Linked DNA regions of Mus musculus: region 2 is linked to region 1. A link is a contact called in public HiChIP or PLAC-seq data. All regions are on one chromosome and are shown on one strand. Each heading gives the region's core, a stretch centred on a gene start, on an enhancer-like site or on the middle of the called end of the contact. The rest is flanking DNA. Distances are from core to core; before and after follow the strand shown.

Evidence for each region. HiChIP or PLAC-seq counts read pairs in DNA pulled down with a chosen protein or histone mark.
Region 2: a contact with region 1 is called in an H3K27ac HiChIP or PLAC-seq map of embryonic stem cells, with 11 read pairs. The contact joins the promoter of Efcab12 here to the enhancer-like site in region 1. A contact is called at or near these places in 2 of 15 datasets of contacts at CTCF or cohesin (the G1E-ER4 cell line and pro-B cells), 3 of 484 Hi-C or Micro-C datasets (CD8 T cells, the G1E-ER4 cell line and the HL-1 cell line), 2 of 115 datasets of contacts at active chromatin or transcription factors (both in embryonic stem cells) and 3 of 9 other capture datasets (adipose tissue, liver and pancreatic islet).

Annotation. Positions count from the first base shown.
Region 1 is chr6:115,729,478-115,735,307 of GRCm38.p6, forward strand. It overlaps Tmem40 (transmembrane protein 40), which reads right to left. Exons shown (of 12, transcript NM_144805.2): 6 at 5,333-5,368; 7 at 4,518-4,550; 8 at 4,177-4,224; 9 at 1,708-1,779; 10 at 1,530-1,604; 11 at 959-1,021; 12 at 1-207. The coding sequence ends at 188. Among named protein-coding and RNA genes, the nearest start is that of Gm24008, 8.6 kb to the left of the region's middle. Within about 2 kb of position 3,129, at least 12 of the 459 cell types and tissues checked have an H3K27ac peak or open chromatin away from gene starts, as enhancers often do. A contact at or near this core is called in embryonic stem cells, where this site is marked.
Region 2 is chr6:115,835,261-115,841,090 of GRCm38.p6, forward strand. Efcab12 (EF-hand calcium binding domain 12) reads right to left here and starts at 3,152. Exons shown (of 9, transcript NM_001110506.1): 1 at 2,524-3,152. The coding sequence starts at 2,872. It overlaps Mbd4 (methyl-CpG binding domain protein 4), which reads right to left. Exons shown (of 8, transcript NM_010774.2): 8 at 5,437-5,830.

The DNA.
Region 1 (5,830 bases), core at 1,879-4,378:
CGTGTTAATCTGCAGAGCAAGAGCCTGCCCACTGGTGCCGACACTCAGATCACGTGGAAGGAAAGAGCTCTTTATTGTGTGGCCTTCTGGTGTCTTCCAGCGCGTCGTTCTGTCTTCTGGGCTCAGGCATGGCAGTGGTTACAGTGGTCACATTGGGGACTGGCTCAGCTGCTGTCAGGCAGTGATCTCAGTTAGTTCTCCTGAACCCTGAAAGGCAAAGCCAGACGAATGACATAGGACTCTGTCTTGCTCCAACCACCACCTCAAATGCCCACACATCACAGGGATGGCCTCAAAGGACTCTTTCTGAAGGCACTGTGGGTCCCCCATGGTTCACAGTTGTGGAGATATTGCCACTCCCATCTCCAGCACAGAAACACACCATCCCTGGCTTCTAGGCTCTGAGGCACAATACAATCAAGTCCAAAGCCGCTGGGCTGCTGGTCAAAGACAATGTGTGGGGGTATGGCTCTGCAGTAGAGCAATTTCTTAGCCTGTGTGAAGCCTTGGGTTCCATCCTAGCAACACACACACACACACACTCATAGAGACTCTTCTTTAGCCCAGGCTATCTCAAAGGAAACTACAAAGTTACTTAATACAGTCAGGGAGGAGGTAGCATTTGAGGAGTACAGACTTCCTGGCTTTTCTTCAATGCTGACACCCCTCTGCATGCTTCCTCACTTAGGGACAGTCTGTGCAGTAAGAAATGCACCAGCTTTCCAGCCGAGAAGCCTGAGGCTACAGACGGCTGGGTTGTGGCTTGCCTAGCGTGCTGCAGGTCTCGGATTCCATTCTCAGCACAGAAAAGGGCTATCTGGGGGGGTCACAGGACACAGGCAGAACTTGAACCCGAGCCTCCTGACTCAGGGACTTTCCATAGACGACAGATCTTTTTCCAAGGAGAAAGCCCCAATCGGGAGAGGGTTTTGGATGGGGAAACGTGCGGCACCATTACCTGGCAGCCGGAACTTCTGAAGGAGGGGGATGAAGCCCTGAAGCACGCTGTGGATCCGGTACACTGCTCAGAGAACAAGGGGGAAATGTTGGTAAGGACGGTGGCCCCTTAAGGGGCCCCAGGGTCAGGCTCACTCCCCCGCTGCCCCAGAGCCAAAGCACACCCCACGCAAACAGAGCCTTAACATGCAATTTCAGACTAACGTCAATAACAGTGCTGCAGCTATTACACGGAAAACGAATCACAGGCTGTAATAACAGGGGCAGGAAACCCCGCGACCTCGATTTCTGGCTCTACTTGCTTGTTTTCAGTATCTGAGGAGCTATGTGTGTTTGCCACTTCAAACCGTTTTTTGTGGAACTAACCCCTTTTTTCCACAAGGTTTTGCCAATGACCTCCCTTTGACTTCACAATGCGGTCAGGAAGAAAATACAAACATGAGGAATTTACTTTAAAAAAAAAAAGTTTAGATTGTGGCTCTTAGCCAATCTAGAGGGTGATGGCCAGCCAGCCCAGCTGCCACCCCTCCAGGAGCCTGCGGGGCTATGTAGTTTTTTGAAGGATCACTTACCGAGCCCGAAATAGATGCCAATGGTCTCGAGAGAAGCAAAGGTGAGCAGGCCGACCCCGAGGGACATGAACCAGTCTGCAAGGCAGCCAGGAGACAACAATTAGCTATTCATTGTAGGAGTGGAGGTTGACTCCTGTCCGCCCACACAGCCCCTCCCCAGGTCCCCCGCAGGCCTCACCTGCATAGTAGTGGTAACACACCAGCAAGGCTCCGATGGCAAAGCAGAGAAGGACAAAATGGAAAAACTCATCTGCAAGAAAAGATGGTGGATGGTTCTCTCTCTCTCTCTCTCTCTCTCTCAACTCAGGCCATCACAACAACCCTCTCGTTTTTAATTTTTGATGTTTTTCAAGGCAGGGTCTCTACGCAGCCCAAGGTGACCTTCAAATTAGGATTCTTCTGCCTCAACCGTCAGAGCAACTAGAGTTACAGGTGAGTGCCACAGTACCATGCCTGGCATGCCAGGTTTCTCCTGTGTGTGTGTGTGTATGCGTGTGCATGTGCGTGTGTGTGTGTTACTGTGTTGCCTTGGGTGACTTGAAACTCCCTGTGTAGACCAAGCCGGCTTTGATTTCACAGATATCCACCTGCCTCTGGCTCCAGAGTACTAGGATTAAAAGCATGTGCCACCATACCCAGCTATTTGTTTGTTTGTTTGTTTGTTTATGAGACAGGGTTTCACTGTATAATGGTAGCTGATGATCCAACTGTCTCTCCCAGCATAGTGCTGGGGTCAAATGTTGGGAGCCGCCCTCACATTCGCCGTTACAAGATGGCGCTGACATCCTGTGTTCTAAGTGGTAAACAAATAATCTGCGCATGTGCCAAGGGTAGTTCTCCACTCCATGTGCTCTGCCTTCCCCGTGACGACAACTCGGCCGATGGGCTGCAGCCAATCAGGGAGTGACACATCCTAGGCGGAGGATAATTCTCCTTAAAAGGGACGGGGTTTTGCTATTCTCTCGCTTGCTTGCTCTCTTGCTCTTGCACTCTTTTTTTTTTAAAGATTTATTTATTTATTATATGTAAGTACACTGTAGCTGTCTTCAGACACTCCAGAAGAGGGCGTCAGATCTTGTTACAGATGGTTGTGAGCCACCATGTGGTTGCTGGGATTTGAACTTCAGACCTTTGGAAGAGCAGTCGGGTGCTCTTACCCACTGAGCCATCTCACCAGCCCGCTCTTGCACTCTTGCGCTCTTGCGTTCTGGCTCCTAAAGATGTAAGCAATAGAGCTCTTGCTCTTGCTCTCTTGCTCTCTGGCTCCTGAAGATGTAAGCAATAAAGCTTTGCCGCAGAAGATTCCGGTTTGTTGCGTTCTTCCTGGCCGGTCGCGAGAACGCGTGTAAGAGTCAAAGATGTGCATCACCATGCCCGACTACTCTAAGTTTTATTTTGCGGTGTGTGTGTGTGTGTGTGCGCGCGCACACACACGTGAGCGCGTGCACATGAACATATGCTTGCACGTGTGCATCAAGTAAGTACCCACAGAAGCCTGAAGGGGGTGTTAGATGCCTTGGAGCTGGAGTTACAGGCATTTGTGGGGGATCTGATGTAGGTGCTGTGCTCCAAACTCCAGTCCTCTGAGAAAGGAAGGGGAAGCACACTGATTGGCTAAAGCACCGGCCCAGCCCCTTCCTGTTTTATACACTACAGTGCTCTCGCTCCTGACCAGCCCATGTTACTAGCACCCAGGAGCCCCCTCTCCAGCCCATCCATCTCTCCTCTTTATTGTTGGAACGTGTACAGCCACTCAGCTTGGAGTTTATATCTGTGCTTATGGGTTCCCGCCTCCCTGGCTCTAAGTCTCAGAGGAGATTCTCCGTCAGACTGAGCCGCCAGCGCAGCCCCACGGGGGTGCTCAGGAATTAATTTCCTGAGTGAGCATTAAACCACGTAAAGATGCCAAGTGTGACGTTCTGAGGCTAACAGGCACGAGAGGCTGGATCTCCGATGCTTCTTAAAAGGGATGTCAGCAGGATAGACAGCAAGGTCCCCCTTCTTTCTCACTCAGGGGAATACAAAAGAGAGTTTAGGGGAAGTCCAGCATGCACTCCTGCAGTTCTAGTCCTGGGGATGCTGAGGGAAAAGGACCTAAGCGTGAGGGCATCCTGGTCTACAGAGCTAGTTCCCTGAGAGCCAGGGCTACGCAGAGAAGCTGTGTCTCAAAAATCTACATAAACGAACACCCCAAGGTCTCTCTTTCCTATCCGCAAGCTCTTTCCTGAAGTCCTCGTGGAGTCCAGGCTTGGAGCAGAGGAAGCCCAAGAAGCTCTCATCACTTCTCCAGGGGAACTTCCTAACCCCCACACCCTAACTGTGCCCCACCACACGGCTCGTGAAGCATTGATCTCACTGTGCTCTCACATACAACCAAAGGAGCGTAGGTTGGGCACCAGTCCTAGGCTATGCCAAACCCAGGCTGTGCCCTTCAGTAGCTCTAAGGCCCCCAACCCTGGCCTTCGGTTCCTACATGGAAAGATAGACATCACTGCTTGTCCCCTCAACCAAGATTGCTGAGGACTCTGCTGACTGTGGGACCCCTGACAGAGGTGGCTAGGGTTACTATCATTCCAGCCACCAGCCATCTTGGATCCACAGAAATCGGGACCAGCCAGGTGAGGACAGCTCTTGGACACCAACTTACCATCCTTCTTTATGTTCAGTCTTCTTAACTGAGAGGCCTCCACTTCTCCTTAACAATGAAAGACAGAAAGATGTGTTTTGGAGGTTACCACTCCCCACTTAAAGACTCCATCACTGGGTGTTTGTCTGTGGGTCAGGGGGTGCTCACAGCAGGACCCCTCCCTGACTTTCTCATCCCTCCATAGGCCTAGCCCTCTTCTTCCTTCCATCTCTCCCATGATGGAGACTTCTTTCGGAATCACGCATGTATTGACATCCCTGCCAGAACTGGCCTCAGGTCATTGGTGGTCCCCTCTGGCCCCTGGCACAGCTTCCAGCTGTCCCGGGAGCTTGTATATTTACCCTCCGCTGAGCCGGAACCTCTCCTTCGGAGTCCTAGAAATGAGAAACTCAGTGTTAGCTCCATGTCAGCCAAGGCACCTTGCCAGGTGCTGCCACTCTGGGGAGAGGCCAGAGGTGACTGAAGACAGTGGTTTTCAACCGTCCTAATGTTGCGACCCTTTAAAATAATTCCTCATGTTGTGGTGACAACCTCCACAACCATAAAATTATTTCATTGCTATTTCATAACTATAATTTTGCTATTGCCATAAACCATAATGTAAATATCTGGTGTACAGGATAACTGATATGTGACCCCCAAAGGCGTTGAGACCCACAGGTTGAGAACTTCTCTAGATAATGTTCCAGCCATGGAACCCAAGGGACCTTTCCTCGCTGGTTGATACCTGCTTCCTCTTGCCTGGACCGCCATTTCCATGTCCCACCACCTCTCCCCTGTCTGTTCGTGCAGTCAGGTCCCTAAGTAGGCCCGGAGTTGCCATATCTCATGGCTGTGACCCTGAGAGTGCTCCACCAGGACTATGCCCACTGACAGTGCTCTACCAGGTCTATGCCTACTGACAGTGCTCCACCAGGACAATGCCTACTGACAATGCTCCAACAGGACAATGCCCACTGACAGTGCTCCTCCAGGACTGACAGTGCTCCACCAGGACTGACAATGCTCCAATGCCCACTGAGAGTGCTCCACCAGGACAATGCCCACTGAGGGTGCTCCACCAGGACAATGCCCACTGAAAGTGCTCCAACAAGACAATGCCCAGACCCCACTGAACTCCAGAATCGTTGACTCCCTTCCCTTCCTGGATACTCACCTGACTCCCCAGTAGGCACCATTTCCCCAGCAGCACCTGCACGGAAGGAGAATCAGTGAGCACACACATGATTGGTGCCCTCCTGAGAGGGGCCTAGGGAAGAGGGTAGGAACCTACCTGGAGACTTGCACTGATCGGTTGTAGGCTGGGTGGGGACTGGAGCAGGCTTTACAGTTCCTGCTCCACCTACCAGGAAGTAATCCCCACCACAAGCCATGGGAAGTCAGTACTTTTTATTTAAAACAAAAAAAAAACAGGCTGGAGAGGTGGCTGAGTACCAGATGCTCACAAGCTCCCGCGGCTCTTGTTTTGGGGGAATCTGCTGCCCTCTTCTGGCTTCTTCTGGGACTGCACTTATGCATAAACCCACACTCAGACACACACATATAAAATTAAGGGGCAGGAGAAACAGATCCTCTTGATCCTCTTTCAGAGGACCTGGGTTCGGTCCCCACCCTCATGCCAGCTCACATCTGTAATTCTAAGTCTGGGAGAGTG
Region 2 (5,830 bases), core at 1,902-4,401, 110 kb after region 1:
TGAGATGACCACCAAGAACAGCACCAATGGAGTGGAGTCAACCAGAGTCTAGAGTTCTACAGAGGGCAGAGCTGGAGATGTGGTGTGCCCTTTGGAGGAGCCTGGAAGATCATGTGGATCCCAGACATTGGAATAGGAGCTGTGAAGCTGAAGTTGACTTGGAAACCCCAAAATGTTAAAGATGCCAGAGCTCTGGGATACCTGTTAGGAAAGCTGCCCAGGAGAAAGAAATTTGTTGCAGTCAACAAAGATGAAAAAGGAGTTGGAGATCTGAAAACTGCTTTGACATCAGACATAGAGATGCAGAGTTTGGAGTTTGCCTAATTGGTTTCCAGTCTCACTTTGAGGATTACAGTTAAGGACTGGATGAATCTTAGAAGTGACTTTGAACTTTGGACTTTTAACATTGTTGAGACTCCTATAGACTATGGAGACTTTGGAAGTTGAACTAAATGCATTTTTCACTATGCTATGTTTAGGTGTGGCCTCCATAGACTCATATATTTGAACAAGCCTATGGCAGCCAGGGAGTGGAATGGTGGTTTGAGTAGATTTTTTCCAGGGAGTGACATTACTTAAGAGATGTGGCCTTGGGCTGGAGAGATGGCTCAGTGGTTAAGAGCACTGACTGCTCTTCCGAAGGTCCTGAGTTCAAATCCTAGCAACCACATGGTGGCTCACAACCATCCATAACGAGATCCAGAAGAGGAGAGGGGTCACCCTCTTCTGGAGTGTCTGAAGACAGCTACGGTGTACTTACATAATAAATAAATCTTTAAAAAAAAAAAAAAAGAGATGTGGCCTTGTTGGAGGAAGTGTGTCACTTGTGTGTGTGGGCTTTAAGACCTTCCTCCTAATCATGTGGGAGCCAGTCTTCTCCTTGTGGCCTTCAGATGAAGATGTAGAACTCTCAGCTCCTCCTGCCTTGATGATAATGGACTGAACCTCTGAACCTGTAAGCCAGCCCCAATTAAATGTTGCCCTTATAAGAGATGCCTTGGCCATAGTGTTTGTTCTCAGCAGTAAAACCCTAAGACAGCTGGCTTTTTGGTGCTCAAGGAGTTAACCCATTACTGCTGTGGCCTAAAGCTCTTGGCCCCTGTTCTCTCCCAGGATGTCACACCCACCTTGTCCTCTTTTCTACATTGCTTCTTCTGCTCAGTCACATTTCCTTTCTCCTTCCCTGACCCCTGGGTTCCATTCACCTAGTTGCTGTGTGCTCTAAAGGGCATGGTATTCCTTGAGGTTTCTCTTCCAGCCTTACCCATCCTGAGTTTCATAGTAAGGGTGTGATAATTTGAATAAGAATGGCTCCCTTAAGCTCATTTGTTTGAATACTTTTAGTCACCAGGAAATAGAACTGTTTGAAAAGATGAGAAGGTGGAGAAGAGGAGGAGGGGGAGGGAGAGGAAGAGGAAGAGGAAGAGGAAGAGGAGGGGAGAGCTAGTTGTAGGAAATGTGTCACAAGGGGTGGGCGTTGAGTCTTGTTTTTCTTGAGATAGGGTTTCTTTGTATGGCCCTAGCTGTCCTAGAACTACCTCTGTAGACTAGGCTGGCCTTGAACTCAGAGATCTTCTTGCTTCTGTCTTTTGAGTGCTGGGATTAAAGGCTAACAACCAGTGCCTAGTGGCTTTGAGGTTTTAAAAGCCCCCATCAGGTGTTCTCTCTCTCAGCTTGTGTATCAGGGTATGGATCTCAGCTACTTTTCCATACCTGTCTGCTACCATACTCCCTGCCATGATGATAATGAACTAAGCCTCTGGAACTATAAGCAAGACCCCCAATTAAATGTTTTCTTTCATAAGAGTTGCCTTGAAGCCTTGTCTCTCTTCTCGGCAAAGAACAGTGATTAGCCTATCAGGTGTTATCCCAGCCACCCTCTTGCAGACAGGTGGCCTGCTTACCACCCACTCACTTTTCACACCACTTCTTTCTAGTGCTCTTCAGGACTATGACCAAGCAGTGACAGGCTGAGGCTACCATCCTGTCATTAGAAGAGATGGTGGAGTTGGAAGAGAAAGCGCTGAATTTCCACTCCTGCATGCACAGGTACACTTTCTGATGTCACTGGCTGACTTTGCTTCTGTTTGTACATTCCCAGAACGTCACTGTGGGCCTCGAATGCTGGATAAGACCCCATTTACTGACCCTTGTGTGTCTCCCAGGAGCACCTGCCTTAGAGCCCTCACTTCGCCTCAGAAAACACACTTGTTCTCCTTCCCTGACTCACACCTCAGCTGCTGCCTTCCTTTCTGGCCGTCATCCTGGGCTCATCCTGTTGTCCTGGTCACTCCTCTAAGTGTCAACACTCTACACCAGGCAGCTTCTCCCACTCACCTCCGTGCTGAGCACCCCCATCCCAGCACAACCATGCCATCTTAGTTGTTCTGAAAACATCTCACTTCTATAGTTTACAGGGTCTTAGGTGTCCACGACTAAGATTAAACGTGTCCCCTGGTTCCAGTCTCATCTAACCAGGTCCTGCAGACACTTTCCATCTCCATGAAGAGCACTGTCACTTACCAGCGTCTGTGATCGTCAAGCCGAAAGTCACACGACTTTTTCTCTCCTCGGCTTTCTGGGCCTCCCATAACCTGGATGATTTCTTTTGCTTCCCACTATGTTTGGCCAGGGTTTCTGCCACATTCTGACTGTGTGCTTTGGAAAGGTGGCTAGAGAGACCAGCATCCCACTGCGAAGCATTAGATGGGTGGGGAGGAGGTTTTCGGAGAGCATGGGTCTTCTGGCATCCAACTCTTCTTGTTTGTTTGTACCCTCCACCTCTCAAATTGCAAACCTTTGCCAAGCACTTGTTTGGGGGCAGACAGCTGACTGTCTCCTCTCCAGGTCTCTTTTTCAATATAGAACGCATTGTTGCCCAACTGAGAAAAATGCAGGTTCCCAGGCGCAAGAGCCTGGCTTTGATTCCAAGTCACGTGACTCAGCCGGGTTCTCTAGCTAGGTCCGGTCCGGGCATAGGAATCCAGGCCGTTTGTGACCTTCTGGAACTCCCTATCCCACAATGGAGACGGCACAATGAGGCTTCTAGCCTATCCTGGAGCTCTCCAACAGCTCTGCCGCCCGGAGCCGGAGGATTCCTGTAGATGGCGTTATGAAGTACGCCCCCAGTTTAGCCGTTTGGTGGAAATAAGCTTCAGGTTTTGCAAAAGGCTGCTCAACCTGCTGAGAGTAAGCCTCTGTTGTCATGACTATAGATGCCCTACACCGATTGGCTGAGCGCTTCCACTTGCAAGAAGGAGGCGGGAGAACCTTTCTTCCCTTCCACCTCCCAAACCCGGAAGTCAGGAGCTTCGGCGATTTGCTTAGCTCTGGCTGGTGCCTCCTTTGGGAAATCATACATATGTCCCAGTCTTCCCATGGCCCCCTATTCTGAAGAAAAAAAAAAATGTCCTATTTTCTTGTAAGCTGCAGGTCCTTCACAGATCTTATCTTCAGGCTTCACTTTTCTCATTTAAAAAAAGTATCATAACTCTACCCTGGGTTCTGAGAATCCTAGTCAGTCAAGGTCAAATAAAAGACAGGTATTTGGTGCTATGACTGGGTGTTATGGTCTGGAATCAACAGTTTTGGTGGCAACCACTTGTATCCCAGCGCGGGAAGATAGACGTTAAGTTTGAGGCCAGCTTGTGTTACATAAGTCCCAGGCCAGCCAGAGCCACTCAATGAGAGCCTATCTTTAATCAAAGCCAGAAACAGGTTAGAACCAGTCCTAATAATAAACCTTTGAAATCTCCACTAATAGGTGAACTATGGGGTGTGCATGGAAAGATACATGACCCACACTACATGGAGGAGTCTAGTAAACGGAAGAATCCAGACTCAGGCTCAGGCCTTACACCTGTTTCTTCGAGACAGGGTTTCTCTGTATAGCCCTGGCTGTCCTGGAACTCACTTTGTAGACCAGGCTGGACTCGAACTCAGAAATCCATCTGCCTCTGCCTCCCAAGTGCTGGGATTAAAGGCATGTGCCACCACGCCAGGCTCAGAAATGTCTTTGAGTTAGCTAGTGTTAGTGGCTGTAAATGTGTTAAACACAAAACAAAACCATTTAATTAAACACTTACAAAAATGTGGTCTGGCCAGGTATGGTAGTACACAGGAGGAGCTCTGTGAATTGGTGGCCAGTCTGGTCTACATAGAAAAATCCTGTCTCCAAAAAAAAAAAAAAAAAAGAAAAAAAGAAAAAGTTTTGTACTGCTGGGCACTGAGCTCTAAGCCTTGGGCATGCCAGGAAAACTCAACTGCTGAACTACCCACCTGATTCTAACATTTTAAACTGTAGGTCACAAAATAAAGATCAACATTTGAACAAGTTCTCTGTGCTGGGGACCATCTTCACTAGATTTAGCATCCTCCTGACTCCCCACAACCCGAGGCACTCGCTTCTACTGGCCCTTCTGAGCCACAGCCTCTGAACACTTACAAAACCATGACAAGGCACCATGGTTTCACTGAGATGCGAGGGAAGGCACGGAGGTCAGGCAACCTTATCTCCTGAAAAGAAAGAGTCGCCCTGGAACCCCAGCAATTGGCCAGACAGAGCTCCCCTTCAAGGCGACCAGGGAGAGGGGGGTTAAGTGGCCCTGCCCTGCAGCCTTATCTCATCTCATAGCTGACATTTGGGAAATTTGCTTTGCCACCTAACCTTGGCCATGGCCCAGGCATCCAAAGATTTCTCTGGACTCTGACCTGCTTGTGTCTGGATCTCCATCCTCACTTTGTCTTCTCTGCCATACTGTTAGCACTGTTCTCTTCCTGGGAGGTCTCTACAGAGCCTTCTCATCCTTTTCCCTCCCCAGCACAGAGCTCTGCACTTATGTGTGTTCCTGTGATGTTTGTGAAAATATTAAGGGTTATTGTGAAGTGGGAGGTATGGCCAGCTTTCCTGCCACATCACATCTCTTTACACTTATGTGAACTTATTTCACATGCATGTATACACACGACCTGTGTGCCCAGAGGAGGGCAACAGATCCCCTCCATAGACATGCTAGGAACTGAACCTGACTACTCTGTGACCAATGATCTCTCCACCTCCAGCATCCCTCTCACAGCTGCCACCTGTTCACCAGAGGAAAAATCAATTAGCCTGCAACAGAGCACATCTGCCTATACCCACTCGCTATCCTACGACAAATAGCTTCCTGACAGCTGGTTTACTTTGCCTTCATTCGATTTAATTTTCAAACCAAACCTTAGAATGACAATTGATCGTCGGAACTAGAACCATGATGGTATACCACCTGCCATGGAAATGGCACCAAACATTGGGAGAGAGAAGGTTTCACAAAGGATCAGGGTTAAAGGGTGAGTTGCAATGGAGCCATAAGCCACACTCGCACAGGGATATTAAGGGCAAATCTAAAATTCCTCAGAGCCAATGCAAGTGGTCAAGAACACAATGCCAAAGGGACCTTACTTTTTAATAAAAATATTTTATTAACTACCTAATACAAAGTGATAGGTTTCATAAGTATATTAGGATCTTAAGAATTCCATATACTCGAGCGGGGCCAGAGCAGGGCCAGAAGCAAGCAGAGGTCCTGAGTTCAATTCCCAACAATCACATTATGGCTCATAACCATCTGTACAGTTACAGTGTACTCATATACATAAAACAAATAAATCTTTAAAAAAAAGAATTCCATTAAACAAGACAGACAGACACTTCTGCAGACATAGCTTATTTAGTCCAACAAACTTGGTTTGTATTTTTTGTACAGGGTTTTGCTGTGTAACCAAAGCTGCCTTCACACTCTCATAAGCCAGGCTGCCTTGAATTCAGAGGTCCTCTTGCATCAGCATCCCA